Linked DNA regions of Pan troglodytes: regions 1 and 3 are each linked to region 2. A link is a contact called in public Hi-C and HiChIP or PLAC-seq data. All regions are on one chromosome and are shown on one strand. The core of a region is the stretch at or near the end of the contact, and the rest is flanking DNA. Distances in the headings are between cores, read along the strand shown. Region 1 overlaps NEO1 (neogenin 1). Region 2 holds the start of ADPGK (ADP dependent glucokinase). Region 3 holds the start of NEO1 (neogenin 1).

Evidence for each region. A called contact is a pair of places that touch in the nucleus more often than the background predicts. HiChIP or PLAC-seq counts read pairs in DNA pulled down with a chosen protein or histone mark.
Region 1: a Hi-C map of induced pluripotent stem cells shows a contact between it and region 2, with 2.0 times the contacts expected there. The contact joins the enhancer-like site here to the promoter of ADPGK in region 2. A contact is called at or near these places in 3 of 7 Hi-C or Micro-C datasets (induced pluripotent stem cells and stem cell-derived neural progenitor cells) and 1 of 1 datasets of contacts at active chromatin or transcription factors (stem cell-derived excitatory neurons).
Region 3: a contact with region 2 is called in an H3K4me3 HiChIP or PLAC-seq map of stem cell-derived excitatory neurons, with 14 times the contacts expected there. The contact joins the promoter of NEO1 here to the promoter of ADPGK in region 2. A contact is called at or near these places in 1 of 7 Hi-C or Micro-C datasets (stem cell-derived neural progenitor cells) and 1 of 1 datasets of contacts at active chromatin or transcription factors (stem cell-derived excitatory neurons).

What each region holds. Positions count from the first base shown.
Region 1 is chr16:65,237,647-65,241,144 of NHGRI_mPanTro3-v2.0_pri, forward strand. It overlaps NEO1 (neogenin 1), which reads left to right. Exons shown (of 31, transcript XM_016927160.3): 20 at 1,234-1,341; 21 at 2,587-2,781; 22 at 3,471-3,498. Among named protein-coding and RNA genes, the nearest start is that of HCN4, 96 kb to the right of the region's middle. Within about 2 kb of position 1,990, at least 5 of the 24 cell types and tissues checked have an H3K27ac peak or open chromatin away from gene starts, as enhancers often do. A contact at or near this core is called in induced pluripotent stem cells, where this site is marked.
Region 2 is chr16:64,750,599-64,754,067 of NHGRI_mPanTro3-v2.0_pri, forward strand. It overlaps ADPGK (ADP dependent glucokinase), which reads right to left and starts at 1,857. Exons shown (of 7, transcript XM_016927157.4): 1 at 1,520-1,857. The coding sequence starts at 1,752. It overlaps LOC107968372 (a long non-coding RNA gene), which reads left to right and starts at 1,886. Exons shown (of 2, transcript XR_001709469.4): 1 at 1,886-3,469.
Region 3 is chr16:65,016,860-65,019,940 of NHGRI_mPanTro3-v2.0_pri, forward strand. It overlaps NEO1 (neogenin 1), which reads left to right and starts at 1,820. Exons shown (of 31, transcript XM_016927160.3): 1 at 1,820-2,025; 2 at 2,552-2,868. The coding sequence starts at 2,739.

The DNA.
Region 1 (3,498 bases), core at 740-3,239, 490 kb after region 2:
GAGTTTGCTTTCTTTGCCAACCATTTTAAGAAAATGTTTTACTTCAATCCCAACCCATTAGATAACAAATGAGATTGTGTTTTCCCTTAGGATATTTGCATTTCACCAGGCTTCCTTACATTTTATCCTAAGAGAATTCTAGTATTTTAGGAAGAGTTGAGTAAATTTAAGGATGTACTTAATTTGCTCATTTTCCTACTAGTGTGTTAAAAGTTTTCAGCTATCACATGGAAACACAGGAAACATATTGTCCTGTTGCATAAACGAACAGCTTCACTTTAGAGCTGTAACCTCAATAGTTGGCAGTATGTTTGCAGAATAAACTCATAGTGAAAAATATTAATCTGTAAATCATCTATTCTTTGAAGAAATAGGGCTTTTAAAAGTTATATTTGGGGCTGGGAGTGGTGGCTTGCACCTGTAATCCCAGTGCTTTGGGAGGCCATGGTGGGCAGATCACCTGAAGCCAAGAGTTCGAGACCAGCCTGGCCAACATGGCGAAACCCCATCTCTACTAAAAATACAAAAATTAGCTGGATGTGGTGGTGCACACCTGTAATCCCAGCTACTTGGTAGGCTAAGGCACGAGAATCACTTGAACCCAAGAGGCAGAGGTTGCAATGAGCGGAGATTGTGCCACTGCACTCCAGCCTGGGTGACAGAGCTAGACTCCATCTCAAAAAAAAAAAAAAAACAAAAAAAAACAGCTATATTTGGTTTGGAGAGCCAACTATAAATGAGAGAGAAAACTGTTTTACAATTTACAGTATTCTAACAAAATAATCCAGTGTGACAGGGAAGAAGTCATCTTGGATGAATTACATAACTTCTCTAATTTTTTGGTGTCCTGATCCATAAAGCAGAGATAGTGATAACTACCTTTCAAATTTTCTGCAAATACTAAGTGAGATACTATGTGTACATTACCTGGTATACGGTAGGTACTTGGTACAAATGCCACTTGACTTTCCTACCTAATTATCCTGTTTATCCCTGACTCCCAGCCAAGATGCCAATTCTGTATCTTCATAGTATGGTATTTCCTCTTTGGTACTCTGAATATTCTTCTTTTGATTGGAACTTTTGATAGACAAACTGTGATTTCTTTGAAGCCAGAAGCTTTATCTTTTTTGCCTTGTGCCCTTTATTTTGCCTTACAAGTGGAAAAGGTTGAAGAAATAGTGAACTAATTTGAAATGGACAGAAATTATTAAAAATTTTGTTATTTTGTAGTTCCGACTTCTCCACCCAAGGATGTGACTGTTGTGAGTAAAGAGGGGAAACCTAAGACCATAATTGTGAATTGGCAGCCTCCCTCAGAAGCCAATGGCAAAATTACAGGTAAGATGCAATCAAGTGTGCATTTCTTTGTGCCCTCTTCCTGCCTGACAGGAGTATTCCAGGAGAGTACCGTGTTGCTGGGAGAAGTGGGAGTCTGAAGGCTGGCTTGGTCATTTTATGGGAAGGTGTGAGTCATGATGGTCCTTGAAATTGGGGTGAGGCTGTGCTGGTCGCCCATGGCGGCATAAAATGGGTTGCCTGTTGGTGGTTCTGACTGCAGTCGGGGATGGGAGGCACTAGACAGCCTTTGGCTATAGTGGGACTTTGTAGACATTTATTTTCCTTAGGAAAGCTGTTCTTCTCTGTCTCCGCCTAGATGGACAGCTTCAGAATTATATACCCCCTCCCTGGTTCTGTAGAGTAATACCCAATAAACAGAGATTCTGCTCTTGTACCCTGAAGCCACACACACAAAAAAAAGCCCATTAGATATTTAATTCCTTTTCACTGCCCCCTGAGACCTGCTACTTCAAGTACCTGTGCTCTTATAATTAGAGTTAAAAGTGTGAACTGGCCTAGGTCTTTGTAGGGACCTGGAATTTTTTCCTTGTACTTTCAGAGGAAAACCTTCCACAGTAGAGGGGACACTCTGCCTTCCTCAGCCTTATCAGGGAGGGAAGCCTGATGGGGTTCAGCTGCTCTTACTTCCTTTGGCGCCTCTGCCCCATGTAGGTGTGTGCTGAGGAACTGGGGTTTGCCCTGAAGTTCCTCTGTATGAATAGGTGGCCTAAGGAAATGGAAAGCTTTTCTTAGCACTGTCCTGCTTCTTGCTTTCAGTAGGAATCTCTTTCTGTACATCCTGGTCTTTATGTCATTTTTTTAGGTTTTGACTTTGCCTCTTTTGTGAAAGAATGAATCATTACTTGACTTGGATTACATTTTACTTTGTCTTTTAAAACCGGCAACAGCGCAGTGCCCTTTTGCTGTGGGTCAGATAGATTCATGGTTGTGACGCTTCCCTTCTCAATGTGGGGATTAAGTGCCCCCTGGTGGAAGTATCAGGTGACAGTTCACTGTGGCTCTGCCCAGGAGTTCCTAGGAGATCACATCGGTAAGAGCTAAAACAGCCTGTCAGGCAATTCCTGGTTTTCAAAACTGCATTATTTTAATTGTAGACCCTTGAGGGTACATTATTCAAATATTATGCTATAATATGCATATGATGTAATAGGTACTTATTGATTTACTGAAGGCAAAAGGAAAAGCAGGAGTGAGATTTCTTTTCCCATTAATTCCTTTGGACAGGTTACATCATATATTACAGTACAGATGTGAATGCAGAGATACATGACTGGGTTATTGAGCCTGTTGTGGGAAACAGACTGACTCACCAGATACAAGAGTTAACTCTTGACACACCATACTACTTCAAAATCCAGGCACGGAACTCAAAGGGCATGGGACCCATGTCTGAAGCTGTCCAATTCAGAACACCTAAAGGTAATGCTCCCCAAGCTGAGGGTTTTGTTGTGTGTCTCTTTAGTGGGGCTATGCTGACACTATCACTTGAGCATATAGAGTCTGTGGATAGTATATGAAGTCTTAATGATGAGCTTGTGAGCCATGATGTGAAGATTTATCCCAGAATGATTCCTCACCTACTCATTGACCACCAAATCAGTGCTCCCTGGGTTACCAGCCTAAACATATCATATAAAAGAGGACACTGGCTCCAGGCTATTTGGGGCAGATGAATTGCAGTGATCTAAAAGTTTTTACCGGTCAGATCAGATGTGATTCTTTTGATTCCCATATAGAGAAAGAGTAGTGTGTTCTTGTGATGGATGGTTCAACTCAGGCAGGCTATTAACCTGAAAGACTTATTTGTGGACGTTACAGAGAAAAAGAGACTAAAAAGGGCCTTTTAAATAAAACCCTAGATAAGAAAATGAAGATAAAGCACTGAACCAAGTAAGCCTAGCCTAATAAAATTTAACTGGGGACTGAATCTAAGGAATTATGGAAGCCCTGTATGAATTTAATTTCTGTTAGTACTAAAGTCAAGTTTCAGTTTGTCTGGAAGTTTGTGGGGGTTTTAATTTTTTTCCTTTAAAAAGTTCTGCCTGTCCCATCTTCAAAGCTTGTGATCCTTGCTCTTGTTTTTTCTTCCCCTGTGCTTGGCCTGTTAGCGGACTCCTCTGATAAAATGCCTAATGA
Region 2 (3,469 bases), core at 607-3,106:
GCAGACTAACTGAAAAGCCAGCTGGCTGCAAGCTAGGAAGAGAGGCCACATCGGAAGCCAATCCTGCCAGCACCTTGATCTTGGACTATCAGCCTCCAGATCCATGAGAAAACAGATTTGTTTAATCCACCTAATTTGTGGTATTCTGTTCTAGCAGCCCAAATGACTGATACAATAATATGTTTCCAACAAGTGAGACAGGGGCCTTGCTTCACCCATCTCTGTATCTTAAGAATCTAGCACAGACCTGACACTAACCATGTAGTTGGTGAATATCTGCTGAATGAACGTGCATAAAGCAAGGAAGGACAATTTAATCCCAGCACTTTGGGAGGCCAAGATGGGAGGCTGGCTTGAGCTCAGGAGTTCGAGACCAGCCTGGGCAATATAGCAAGAACTCGACTCTACTAAAAAAAAAATAAAATAAATAAAAAATTGGCTGGGCGTGGTGGTGCTTGCCTGTCGTCCCAGCTACTCCAGAGGCTGAGGCAGAAGGATCTCTTGAGCTCGGGAGTTCGAGGCTGCAGTGAGCAGTGATTGCACCACTGCACTCCAGCCTAGGCGACAGAGAGACCGTGTCCCCAAAAAAAAAAAAAAAAAACCCCCAAAATTATAGCTAATATCGAATGCTTTTTAAAGCAGGCACTATGCTAGAGAGATTACATGAATGATGTCATTTAATCTTCAGGACAAGTTTGCTCTACTTTACCCCTCCCGGCCCCAACACTCCACAGAAAGTAGTGAGCTACATGGTAGAGGGCCTGCTTTTATGTGGTGGTTATACATAACTCTGAGATTATGGCAAGAAAGTCAAATCGAACTGAGACAGGGACTAAAGTTAGTGTTTACAGTATCAATACTATAAAGGGAATAATTACATTCCCAAAGAAAAGTACAAAGAAAGGAGGTAGTGTCATTTGGAAGAACCTTAAATATGCAGTGTCACTGAAGTCAGGGGAAGAAAAGAGTTTCACGGAGAAGGGCGTGTTCAATGCGTGGAAGGCTGCAGAGTAGCTAATGAAGATTCAAAAAGGCAAATCTGAGAGGAGTTGCAGTACAGTCGTGTGGTTTCTAGACTACACGGCGTTTCGAAAGAAAGTGGGTAAAGGCAGAGATCACGCGTCTTCAAGAAGTTCAGAAGAAAGAGGAAGAAGAGTGTTATCATAGTGGGTAAGGTCAAGTATCTTTGATTGCAAAACAACAGTCGCCAGAAGAAAAGGGGCTAAAAGTTGGAACGAGGAAGAAGGCTCGGAGAAAGGTGTCAGACAAAGCGGGATTAGCAAGAAGCTGTTAGGGCTGGTCCTACCGGGATGAGAGAAAGGCGCAGAGGCCAGCCGAGTGGAAAGAGCAGCGGTGACGAACCGGGTTCCACTCAGACGTCCGACACTTCTCGCCAAGGGGCCAGCGCGGACAGCAGCGCCTCCCGGGGACCTCTGAGAAGCCCTGTTTCTGCGCGGCTCCGCCCGACCTCCAAGGCCGACCTCGGAGGCTCAGAGACCCAGGCCCCGTTGGCACTCACCCCACTGCCACGCGGCGCCAGCGCCGGACTGGCCGCACGATAAGCGCGTCCCAGGCTGCCGCCAACCGGCCCTCGGGGGAGACGGGTCCCGGGGGCGCAGGCGCGGGCCCCAGACACAGCGAGCTCCAGAGAGAGCGCAGCGCCGAGCCTGGCAGCTCTGGCTCCAGCAGGAAGACGCAGCCCACGGCCAGCGCCAGGAAGCCCGCGTACGCGGAGCCGCGCCACAGCGCCATGGGGACCCAGGCGCCGCACCTGCGCGAACCAACTCCTTTCCTAGCCCGCGCCTCTTCCGGGCTCGGCGCGCGCCGATGTCGACACAAGCGCTACGTCACAAGGGTGCGCCACGGGGCCCCCCCAAGGGGCGGGGCGACGGGCGGCGCCAGGACGGAGCCGGGGCGGACCCCACGCCTCAGTCCCAGGCCTGGCACTGCGGTGTTGCCGCCCTGGAGGAGGTGGGACAACGGAGGTTGTGCCAGTCCGGGCGCTGCACCCCCTTCCCGGAACTCTAATCGTATCCCCAAATAGAGGGATGGGAACACATTTGCTTTCGCAGTAAAACGAAACGGACAGATTGTGAAGAAGCGGACGAACCTCGCGTTAATATTCGAACCAGTGGGTGTCCCCATTGGCACGGATCACACCCCCATCTTTTAATCCCTCCCTCCGCCCCTGTGTCCCCTCATTTGCTAGACTTGTCCTCTTCCAGGCCTAGTGCTCGGCGCTTCTGAGAGGAATAGGCTCACAGAATAGCGGCGCTGCCGAGACCCCTGGGGTACGCGAGGCAGGGGGATTCCGCCCCTTTGGAAGGTGGCCGAGACCCTCAGCCACTAAAGGACTTCGTCGAGACAGGAGAGCCCGCAGAGATCGTTCTCTTCTGGATAACCAGATTATTCCACAATCAAACTTTAACCCTTTTGGGGGCGCTGTTCCCTTTAACAAACTCTGGAAAATGCACACAATCTTGTGCACAACACGAGAGTTATGGACCTGGGTTAAGAAACGCTGCTTTCTTTTGTTCCCCTTTGGTGACATCACTTAAACCCAGCCCTCTCTTCGCTGATACTTTTCTGTGCATGAGGCTAGGTTGAGAGACAGTGAAGCTAGGCTGGGTACCAGCTCATTCTCATCAGCCACAATGCCCGGCCTAATCTTGTTCCCTGGTTTGTTTCCACTTTTCCAATTCTCTCGGCTCCTGACCTTGGCTTTGTGTCCAGTTTTCCACTGTGACCCTGACCTTTGGACTTGGCAGCGAAACTTTATTTCCCTAACTTTGATCTTGGGCATTAGTCTTCATTCTCCTCAGCCCCACCTCATCAGAACTTCCCCATCCTGGTCATCTACCTTCCCGCAGTTCATCCTACCCAGCCTACCTGACCATGCCATCCCTTTCGACAAAGATATTCACACAGGAACAGATTTGGGCTACCTTGGAAAAGAAGCCAAAGAGCCAGTCAGATCTTTGTGAAGCCATGAAAGCCATCTTCCCTAGAGTTGCCTGTCACCTCTCTCCTTAGGGAGACATGTCAGTCAGTTCCTAGAGAAACTGCTTCTTCTCACAACCCTCAGCTGTCAGGTTTCCCTGGCACCCAGAGGGGACTGAGCCAGCAGCTGACCTGAAAACAGCGAGTCTGCTGACTGTCCAGCGATCATTTCCCTCTATTGAGAATTTTAACCAAGTGTCTGTTGTCTGTAGTCATTTGATATTGGCTGTGGACCCACAAAGTCACACAAGGCTAAAGGTCAGAACCAGTTAAATATGTTTCCAAGGTGAAGTTTTGGGGAGCACAGGAAGCTGAACTGTGGGAAGGCCATAGAACAGACAGATCTAGAGGACTAGGAGAGTGCTCCACATTAAAGTGATGTGGACAGAAACCTGCCTGGGGCTTTCTTGCTCCCACAAGAGGCTGCTAAACTTCCAGCACTTTGCACCTAATTCTGCTTCTTTCTAGA
Region 3 (3,081 bases), core at 570-3,069, 270 kb after region 2:
CAAGATATCAGTCTAGTTATTTTTGGCCTGCATTTCGATAACTTTTACAGACACACAATGGCCACTCTGTTTTCTTTGCTCTAAAGTTTCTTTGTGCACTTATTCCTTGAACATGGGCCTCATGTTCTAACTTTACTTAGATGAAAAAACTGTTAATTTCACCAATGGTTTAATATCTCTTCATAGATTGATAGTTTAGACAACATAAAAGTGTTGATTAGCAGTATAGGTGCAGGCTGCAGTATTTGTTGAAAATCTTGTTGGGAGAATAAGAATGATAAAAGAGATGCCTAAGAAAATCTTTTCTCAGATATGCTTTACTAAACAAAGAACAGGTTAATTACTCAATGATGATTTTTAAAGGGCATGTCGACAGTGTCAGTGACTTTGAAACAAAGTAAAGGAGCTGAATTCAAGTGTGTGCCTGAGTTACTTAACTATCTTGAACTGATTTAGGATCTGTAGCTTTAATCTGGGGCTCCATCTACTAGTGGTTTAATAGAGTGGGTTTTATTAAAATTGTGATTTAATCACAAGCCAGAAATATACAACTGTTTTAAACTTTTTGATATTAACTTGATATACACAGTGGGCTGATAAATTAGTGAGACAGTTCATATAAGTCATATATGAAAATCAGTCTGTTATTAGCCACAACTCATGTATTTTTCAAAACTTGGAGATAAATGTAAGCTTCATCTCAGAAGTCATATTACACGTTATAGGTTTAATATAATGAAATTTTTCCAGACTTAGAAAAGATATCAGGAAATTAACATTTGCAAGGCAATTCACAGTTTTCAAAGAGCTTTTCTCATTATCTCAGAAAACTGAATAATGATGTGATTATTAAAGGTTAATTAAGCAAATACTTGTGAAGTAATTGGGAGGTAATCTATTTCTAATTTAACAGGTCAATCACGGGTATTTAGGAAATATTTTTGCTGGTTAACAAGTCTAACCAAAACAAAAAGGTATTTAAATGGTTTCCCTAGTGAAAAACCATAAGCATGTGTTTCCTCTATTAAGTCAATTGTTTCAAAGAACTGGGATGAGAATTCCTAATTTCACCGTTTTGATGATTTAAGGTTTTATGAAGATTCTGAGCTCTTCCCTCCCGACGTTAATCCATGTCTTACATTGTTCATTTTGGCGCTTTAGAATAAAATATCTTTGGAAAGTAACTATGAGAAAGCACAGAGGGATATGTTAGTGAAATAGCCATTTTCTTGTGGGAAGCAAGACATTTCGGTTATCGACTATACAGAAGAGTGAATAAAACCCAACGCCTATCAACCACCAAACGTGACTCTGCTTGCGTAATCATACAAATAAATTTTCTTTAAAAATTTTTCATGGGTGCAGTATATAAAATGATCAATAGTCTCATCAGCAGTGGAACTACAAACTGCTTTCTCTTAACTTTGTGTAGCCTGGGTGCTGCCTCACGATTACTAAGTGGTTTAAAATCATATCCCACTTGCTCCTTGGTTTATCAGCGAAAGACGTGATTCCCAGGTAGGAAAACGCCAAGTGTCCCGCAAAGGTACAGGTAAAACGTAGCAGTTACTGCGAGAAGACTGGCCCCGGGGAGTCCCAGGGCTCGGTCGGGGCCCCCGCACGAGCTGAGGAAGTGGACAGCGGGCACCTTTGTCTGTGCCTAGTTCCCTGGACCCGGGCCGAGCGATGCGGGTGGGGGCGCGGTTCGGGCGGGTCCCGGCGCTGCCCGGGGGAAGCGCGCGGCGACGGCGGCCCGGCTTGGAAGCCGGAGGTCAGCGGCTGCGCGGCCGGCCCCCTCCCACGGGAGCCGCGCCAGGGCTCAGCAAGAGTCGGGCGGGATCGCTATTGTTTTTGGCGAGCACATAAATCCCCGGGCCGACCCACTGCGCACCCAGGTTTCCTCCCGGAGGCCATTCGGTTTCCTCTGAGGCCCTATATAGAGGCTCCAGGCCCGGACTGTGCAGAGGTGCGCGCCCACGCCGGCCTCCCGGACCAGCCTGAGCTCGGAGCGCCTCTCGCCCTCAGGTCTCTGCAGCCAGAGGCATCTGGGGAGGTGAGGGGGGAATTTGTCCCCGAAGTGAGGAGGAGGAGGCGGGGGCGCGCGGAGCCGAGGGGCTGCGGCGAGCGGGCGGGAGGAGCAGGAGGATCCGCTTCTCCGGGGTTTCCCTGACGCCAGCAGCAGCGCCCGGCGCGCGCGCCCCGCACCCGTCAGCGGCTCCGGGGAGAAGGGGGAGGGGAGTGGGCCCGCCACGGCCCGTGAGGCGGCAGCCGGGATTGGAGCGGGGGCGGGCCGCGCGCGGAGCCGAGGGGGCGCGGGCGAGGGAGGCGCGCGCGTGCGCGTGTGCGCGCCCGGGACTCCCGCCCCCCGCCCCCGCCCCCGCCCCCGCCCCCGCCGTCCGCGGTCTCCGCCCCCCTCGCGCTGGTGTGTGGAGCCGGAGTCGGCGGCGGGTGGCGGCGCCTGGAACCTGGAGACCGACCCACCGCCCCCCCCCCGCCCCGGAATGTACTGACTCCCCCTCTTCGCTCTCCTCCCCTCCCCGCCCCCCTGCAGGAGGGAGGCGCCCCCGAGTCTCCCCTCCCGCGAGAGGTGCTGCGCGGGCCGGGCCGGGCCGGGCTGGAGCAGCGGCGGCCGCGGGAGCCAAGCTTGCAGCGAGGGACCGACTGAGGCGCGCGGGAGGGAAGGAGGCAAGGGCTCCGCGGCGCTGTCGCCGCCGCTGCCGCTCACTCCCGGGGAAGAGATGGCGGCGGAGCGGGGAGCCCGGCGACTCCTCGGCACCTCCTCCTTCTGGCTCTACTGCCTGCTGCTGCTCGGGCGCCGGGCGCCGGGCGCCGCGGCCGCCAGGAGCGGCTCCGCGCCGCAGTCCCCAGGTAAGCGGCGGGCGCGGGCCCGGGGGTTCGCGGGGGCGCGGCACCGGCTCAGGCGGCCGCGGCTGCGGTGTTTTTGTTTAGGATCCAGGAGGAAACGTGCAGGAACTTCTCTGCTTCGGCTCCGGTTGCCGAAGAGAAAGGGGATCGCGCGTGGTGGGGAGGAGAAGGGCGAGAGGGGGCGCCACCGGGGAAGGGGCGGCTGCCGGGGGGCAG